Regions from separate parts of the Drosophila melanogaster genome. Here region 1 is linked to region 2. Evidence: chromatin contacts called from public Hi-C data. All regions are on one chromosome and are shown on one strand. The core of a region is the stretch at or near the end of the contact, and the rest is flanking DNA. Distances in the headings are between cores, read along the strand shown. Region 1 holds the start of CG7006. Region 2 holds the start of atl (atlastin).

Evidence for each region. Hi-C and Micro-C count contacts between places; a contact is called where the count stands out from the background.
Region 1: a Hi-C map of the Kc167 cell line shows a contact between it and region 2, with 3 times the contacts expected there. A contact is called at or near these places in 8 of 107 Hi-C or Micro-C datasets (the D17-c3 cell line, the Kc167 cell line, the S2 cell line and 3 more) and 1 of 7 datasets of targeted methods (the Kc167 cell line).

What each region holds. Positions count from the first base shown.
Region 1 is chr3R:24,849,109-24,852,476 of dm6, forward strand. CG7006 reads left to right here and starts at 1,519. Exons shown (of 2, transcript NM_143039.3): 1 at 1,519-1,662; 2 at 1,714-2,277. The coding sequence starts at 1,607. The coding sequence ends at 2,200. Esp (Epidermal stripes and patches) reads left to right here. Exons shown (of 6, transcript NM_001202353.2): 4 at 1-196; 5 at 258-560; 6 at 623-1,304. The coding sequence ends at 1,125. Nct (Nicastrin) reads left to right here and starts at 2,493. Exons shown (of 7, transcript NM_001276003.1): 1 at 2,493-2,604; 2 at 2,730-2,825; 3 at 2,878-3,368. The coding sequence starts at 2,541.
Region 2 is chr3R:24,624,331-24,628,225 of dm6, forward strand. It overlaps atl (atlastin), which reads left to right and starts at 1,341. Exons shown (of 5, transcript NM_143017.3): 1 at 1,341-1,482. Syx18 (Syntaxin 18) reads right to left here and starts at 1,232. Exons shown (of 2, transcript NM_079761.4): 1 at 145-1,232. The coding sequence starts at 1,143. It overlaps Wsck (wsck), which reads right to left. Exons shown (of 3, transcript NM_170155.2): 3 at 2,736-3,895. The coding sequence ends at 3,046.

The DNA of each region.
Region 1 (3,368 bases), core at 269-2,768, 220 kb after region 2:
GCTCCGTTTCGAGTGGTGGGAGAGATACCACCCGGGCTCCCCAGCATCCAGTTGCCACCCACATCGTTGACTGCCAATGAAACCAGCAATGGAGTGGCCGAGGGATTCGTGGAAATGGTTCACAGCATGGGTTCCGGCTTGGTGGTGATTCCCTTGATCTCGCTCATGGAAAACATAGCCATCTGCAAAGCGTTTGGTGAGTCTTAAGCTCTATCTTTCCCTATATGGTTCCCTATAATAATAGTTGATCCTTTCAGCCAATGGCAAGCCAGTGGATGCCTCGCAGGAATTGATTGCCATTGGAACGGCCAACATCTTCAACTCTTTTGTCCAAGCCTTTCCGGGCACTGGAGCCCTTAGTCGTGGAGCAGTCAATAATGCCAGTGGTGTCCGTACTCCCCTGAGCAATATTTACTCCGGTGGCCTGGTCATGATTGCCCTGCTCTTCCTCACGCCCTACTTCTACTTCATTCCACGCCCTACCCTGGCAGCCATCATTATATCCGCCGTGGTCTTCATGATTGAAGTAAAGGTGGTCAAGCCCATGTGGAGATCGAAGAGTAAGTCATACAAAATATGGAGATAGTGGTCATTTGTTCATCTCACTTTAATAACCCATTAGAAAGTGATCTGGTGCCTGGAGTTGGAACCTTTGTGGCCTGCCTTGTCTTGCCGCTGGAGTGGGGCATCCTCATTGGAGTGGGACTCAATGTCATCTTTATCCTCTACCATGCTGCGCGTCCCAAGCTGAGCACCGAGCTACTGACCACACAGTCGGGTGTGGAGTACTCAATGATCACGCCAGATCGATGCCTGATCTTCCCGTCTGTGGATTATGTGAGGAATCTGGTCAACAAGCAGTCCATTAGGCAAAATGTCCCAGTGGTCATAGATGCGTCGCATGTCTACGGGGCTGACTTCACAACGGCCACGGTTATAGACTCGCTGATCAGTGATTTCAATCAGCGAGGACAACTGCTCTTCTTCTACAACCTCAAACCGAGTATCTGCTCCATTTTCGAGCACGTGTCGGCGGCCCAGTTCGTGGTCTACTACCAGGAGCAGCAGTTGGATGAGCTGCTCAAGGAGCGCAACTATGTGCAGAAGCGGCTCGAGACGGCCTAACTGGCTTATTCTCCTCAACACGTGATACAAATAATTTAGCCTAAGTGTTTGCTTTAATTATTTATGGCGTTGTAAATAGATTGTAAACTAATTGTGTAGTATTATCCAGAGCACACAACTATTAGAAATTGTAAGGTGAACAAATAAGTGTATTTCTTAATTACGTAATAATAACAAACAAAAATAATTTATCTTGTTTATTTCATGAAAGAGTAAAAGTCAGTGAGATTGGTTAACTCAAATCAATTAAAACTATTATTCAGTTTTGTTTATCAGATATATTTGATTTTGAATTTAAATACTTGGGCAATATACAACACTTGATAATGGCGCTATACAGCACTCTTAAGCTATCGATAAAAGCTATAGATAGACCGATATATTCAGTGCTGTTAGCCGTCCCTACTCAACACTGAAACATTTCTCACGTGTAAAGTTGAGCAGTTTGTTTTCCTCTTTTTTCCGCTTAATTTAACTTAAAATGAAACGCCTGAGCGACGAACGTGCCAAGATCTTGTTCGAGCACCTGTCCAAATAGTGAGTACCCAAAACAGATCATCGCAATGCAGCTAACAAGTGCTCTTACAGCATTGGCACAAATGTGAAGCATTTGATTGACCGGCCAGATGGAACATATTGCTTTCGGGAGCACAAGGATCGGGTCTACTACGTCTCGGAGCGGATTTTGAAGCTGAGCGAGTGCTTCGGCTACAAGCAGCTGGTGTGCGTGGGCACCTGCTTCGGCAAGTTCTCCAAGACCAACAAACTGAAGTTCCATATCACGGCCCTCTACTACTTGGCGCCCTACGCCCAGTACAAGGTGTGGGTGAAGCCCTCCTTCGAGCAGCAGTTTCTCTACGGCAACCACATACCCAAAACAGGACTGGGTCGCATCACGGAGAACGCCGGCCAGTACCAGGGCGTGGTGGTCTACTCCATGAACGACCTGCCTCTGGGCTTCGGCGTACTGGCGCGTTCCACAACGGACTGCAAGACCGCCGATCCCATGACCACCGTATGCTTTCATCAGTCGGATATCGGCGAATATATTCGCGCCGAGGACACGCTCTTTTAGATCCATAGATGCTAAGTTTTTACATGTTTTGTAGCAATAACCATGTTTAGGTAAATAATAAGTATGCTGAAAAACGGATAAACTGCTTTTGATTTTATATTTTTAATGTTAATACTGATAATAATAATAATTGATAATAAAACTTACACTACATTTCATAAATTATTATTAAAAAAAAAAATTTTAAATAGTGAGCCAATATTTTGTGGTATATTTTATGCAAGGTATTTTTTGAGTTTGAAATAGTATATACCCGCATTTTCAATGCCAATGGTATTTTGTACCGAAACGGTCACACGCAACACTGCAATTTCTGGACGCGATTTCGTGGGAATCTTCGATGGAAATGCGTCTGAATGCGGCTTCCATATGGCTGTTAATACTGTCGTATGGAGCAACTATTGGTAATAATCAGGACGAAAACAAAGTGGAGCTTCCAGTAGCGACCGGCGTCGAAAACCCGCACGCCCACTTTTTAATATAGGCCAAATAACCTGAGTCATCTAACCCGAACTTTCTTTGTCCACAGCTCAAGGAGAAAGAACCCGCGATAAGATGTACGAGCCCATTGGAGGAGCTAGCTGTTTCCGACGGCTGAATGGCACCCATCAGACAGGCTGTTCCTGTGAGTCCATTGAGAATATACCTTGAAATCCTCTATAATTCTTTCTTTTCAGCAACCTACTCCGGTTCCGTGGGCGTACTACATCTAATAAACGTCGAGGCCGACCTGGAATTTCTTCTTAGCAGCCCACCATCTCCACCTTACGCCCCCATGATACCACCTCACCTGTTCACACGTAACAACCTGATGCGCCTAAAGGAAGCCGGACCAAAGAACATTTCTGTGGTGCTGCTGATCAACCGCACGAACCAGATGAAGCAGTTCTCGCACGAACTCAACTGCCCCAATCAGTACAGCGGCCTGAACAGCACCAGTGAGACCTGCGACGCCAGCAATCCAGCCAAAAACTGGAATCCCTGGGGCACTGGACTTCTGCACGAGGACTTTCCCTTTCCTATCTATTACATAGCCGATTTGGATCAGGTCACCAAGCTAGAGAAGTGCTTTCAGGACTTTAACAACCATAACTACGAGACGCACGCGCTGCGTAGCTTGTGCGCCGTCGAGGTCAAGTCCTTTATGTCCGCCGCTGTCAACACCGAG
Region 2 (3,895 bases), core at 91-2,590:
TCGACAAACATATGGGCAGCCACTTAAACCCACTAAGTATTCTTGGCAATATGGAGCAATATGTTCTCACCAAAATTAAACTAAAGATATCGTTGTTAAGAACAGCAAGGATTCCTTGGGACTTGTGTTATCATGCCATCTTACCTTTTCGGTGAAAATGTCCTGCAGTTGGGCAATGTCTACCACGTTCTTTTCGATCTGCTCCACCTCCTCGGAGACGCCCTGCAGAAAGTTGTAGATGTGTACGTTCTCCGCCTCGAAGAGCTGCACATCCTCGGCGCTTAGGGGATCGTCATCGTCGGCCTCCTGCTGCTGCTGGAGCTCCTCATCCAGAGCCATCTTGGAGGATGAGTTGTTCAGATCCGATCTGTTGGCTTTGCTTCGTTTGCGCGTACGCGGTTTGTGTTGATTGGCCTGATTGGCTTCCTTGCCCTTCTCGCCATCGTGATCGTCCACCTCGTCGCCTTCCTCGTCTTCATCCCAGTCGCCCCAGGCGTCGTTATTCCAGTCATTGTCGGCGGACTCGTCGTGGTTGCCATTTGCTTGTGAAGATGACTTCGTGGCTTCGCTGTCATCGTTGCTGACCTGGCGCCTGCCCAGCTTGCCACTGTTGCTGCCCGCCGGACGCACTGGTATCTTCTTTTTGTCCGCCGCCAGCTTGAGCAGCCTATAGGTTTCCAGTTCGTGTTGCACACGGTACTTCTTTTGGTCCAGATAGATCTGTTCCACGCTGTGCAAATAGCTGACCAGCAGGTCCAGCACGGCGTCGATGTGCTGACGCTCCTGCGGCTTCCGCTTGGCGCTCTTCCAATCGCTGCGCATCTTGGCCAGGTGCTGCGTGTAAAAGGTGACGAACTTCTCCGACTCGCGATCAATCAGATCCCGCTGCGCGTCGGTCATGTGTGCGGCGGACTTGAGGTGCTGGCCAATGCGCATGTAGGCGGTGCGGTTCTCGATCAGCACATTGCGCAGCGAAGTGATCTTGTTGCACACCTCCTTGGCCTGCTTGGCGAAGTCATCCTTTGGGCCAATTGGTCCAGTTTTTGTCGGCACTGTGGCGGGCTTGGCCTTTCCGGCCAGCTCGGCCTTGCGCTGCAGGCGCACCGTCATTACGCTGGCCTTGAAGCTCTGGGTGATGTCCATAGCTATTTGCTATAACTAAGTTTGAAATATTTAACTTTTAAATCCACATCATCGGTCCAACACAATGTGGCCGTTCGTTTAACCGTTTGCAGTGTGACCTTATGATGACCGTTAATATATACCAGTTAGCTAATACTAAAAATAGCTAAATGTTATCGATAAGCATTTCAGTGTTGGCTAATGAATTTTCACCCCCACACTTATAGGTGATTTTTCGCCCAACGGTGTACGGTCACACCATTGGCAGAGCACAAACAAAATACGTACTTTTCTGCTTCCAAAGTGTCGAAAAATCGCAGCGCAGTGAAGTCCAGTGTCCGATGTAAATGGTTAAGTAAAGTGAGTAACAAAGGCCGACACAGAAGCCGCATTATTTGCGCAGTTAGCCGACCATTTGGTAGTGTGCGTGAGTGGCTCCGTCGCAGTGCGTTGGTGTGCGTGTGTGAGCAACCAGTTTCCTTGGATTCCTCATAATCTCCATGTGTGTATATGTAACAAAAACAATAACAATTTAACCAGGCGAATGCAAAACACTCGCAAAGTTGGCCAATACCGGATGAACCTCATCATCATCATCATCTTCCACATATTCATGAGCATGGTCGGCAGTCGAAGCCCCTGAATTCCGATAGCAGCCATTCAGCTCGATTTATTAATAATAATTGCCCATTTGCTCGGAATGTATACACATTTCAGTGACTTCAATTGTTCGTCGTCATTTCACCTTGAATTGCGGGCAAGGTAAGCGTCCAAAAGTCGCTATGGATATCGTTGCGCTTCATTTACCGTATTTACCATATACTCTATAAGAAAGTCGCTCTAAATTCCGGGTGAGCCATGTGCTTTGGGTTTTTTGGTGGATCCAATAGTTACACGTCGACAAGAGAAACAATGGCTTATCTTCTTTGGGAAGGATCCCGAGATAAGCTTGTACATAGTGAGAAATTTTAAGTACTGATAACGAATTTTGAACATTTCATTTGAAAAGTGCATATCGGAAGAATATACACAGATTTAGATTTTTTTTTTTTTTTTGCTATGTAGCTTCATTATAAGATGATTGTCCAAACCAATGGAATATACATACATAAAGTGCCCTACTATTTCGGATGACTAATAATGCATGTAACCGCATCTAGGCTGCTGCCAACAATTTCCCTAATTAATTCTTAAACAACATAACAAACAATAGATGCAATGCAAGACCTTTAAACTGATTAATCGTCAATTTTGATCCACTCACACTTAAGCAACACCGCCGTTTATTTTCTATTATTAATTGCTGCTCGCCAGCGATCAAAGTTTCGCATTCGCGGCTCTCTCCCTTGGTTTTTTTTTTGCTTTTAGTTTTCGCTTTTGTCTGGTTTGTGCAACATCAGCGATCGGCGGGGGAATCACAGTCGCTGGTCTGTTGGTAGATCCATTCGCTATGGATCCCTCAATTTATTACACAATTTTGGGGGCCAGACTGTCAGTAGTCTTTTATCTATCGCGCTCTCCATCGAGCACGTTCGCTTGAACTTTGTTTCGCGTGGGGGAAAGTCGATTCCTTTCTTTCGGGTTGTAGATAAGCAATTAACTACCTTATAGATCTGATAAGCTCTGGCATAGAACACTCTTTTATTTGTAGGAAGTTTGTGCGTATTAACAATAAACATCGAATTGTGTTTCATAAATGCTCACTTCTAATATTATATGGATAATAACAATTTATGAGCTTTATTAAATCAATGTGTAAATTCTAAAACAAATTATTTTCTCTTCAGAACACTGAAAGTGAACTCATCTAAAATCGAAATGAAGTGATGTTTTCTCTTAGCAGCAGTGACTCAGAACCGAAATCTACTCTATGCGAATGTGGTCTCTCGCTGACTAAAGCTAATTATACTATTCGGCTGCACCTCAGCCCATCGTAGCAACGGCTTCCAGTTGCGGCAGGTACGGAGGCAGGGTGTCTAGTCCGCCGGCCACTCGATCAAAGCTGAGGGCATGACGCGGTGAGGTCATCAGCTGACGTACTCCGAAGGCCACGTCCTCACAGCTGCTCCGCTCGCTCGGCTCCAGCTGCCAGCAGTTGAGCAGCAGCTGGTAGAGATCCCCGTAGACGTAGGCTGGCTGCGCCGGACGCACTGCAGCCCGAATGGCCTCTAGAAGCTGTTGGTTACTTGCCACTGCATTGGCATAGGGAGTACCGCCAAGGGCACAGCATTCCCACGCCACGCAGGCCAGGGACCAGACATCAGAACGGGTGGAATGGTGATGCTGATGGCGCAGCACCTCCGGGGCCAGCCACCGGTTGTGGTCTGGCTGCTGGCGAGCAATGTTCATGTAGGGCAGCGGTCCAAAGACGCTCAGTTTTAGCTTGAAATCGCTGGTAACGAAGACGCTGTGCGAGCAGAGCTGTCGATGCACCACCTGGCAGCTGGATAGATAATTCATGGCACTGGCAAGCTCGTAGATCCACTGCAGCACTAGCTGCTCAGAGAGGGAAGTCAAGCGTGGCGACGGTGCCATCAGGCGACTCTCCACCAGTTTTCTCTTTAGACTCATGCGTTGCTGCTCGAAGATTAGGTAGAACCAATCGGGACTTGCTGATACTCCATAGAAATCTAGCAAATGCTCCTGGCGCTTCAATTGAGACAACTGACGTAGTTCTCTCAGCAACTGTGCCTGTGTAGTACCATTCAGATCGTCCAGACAGAGCACGTGCAGGGTGCAATCTCTGGCAAAATCGTTTGTGGAAACCTTTCCG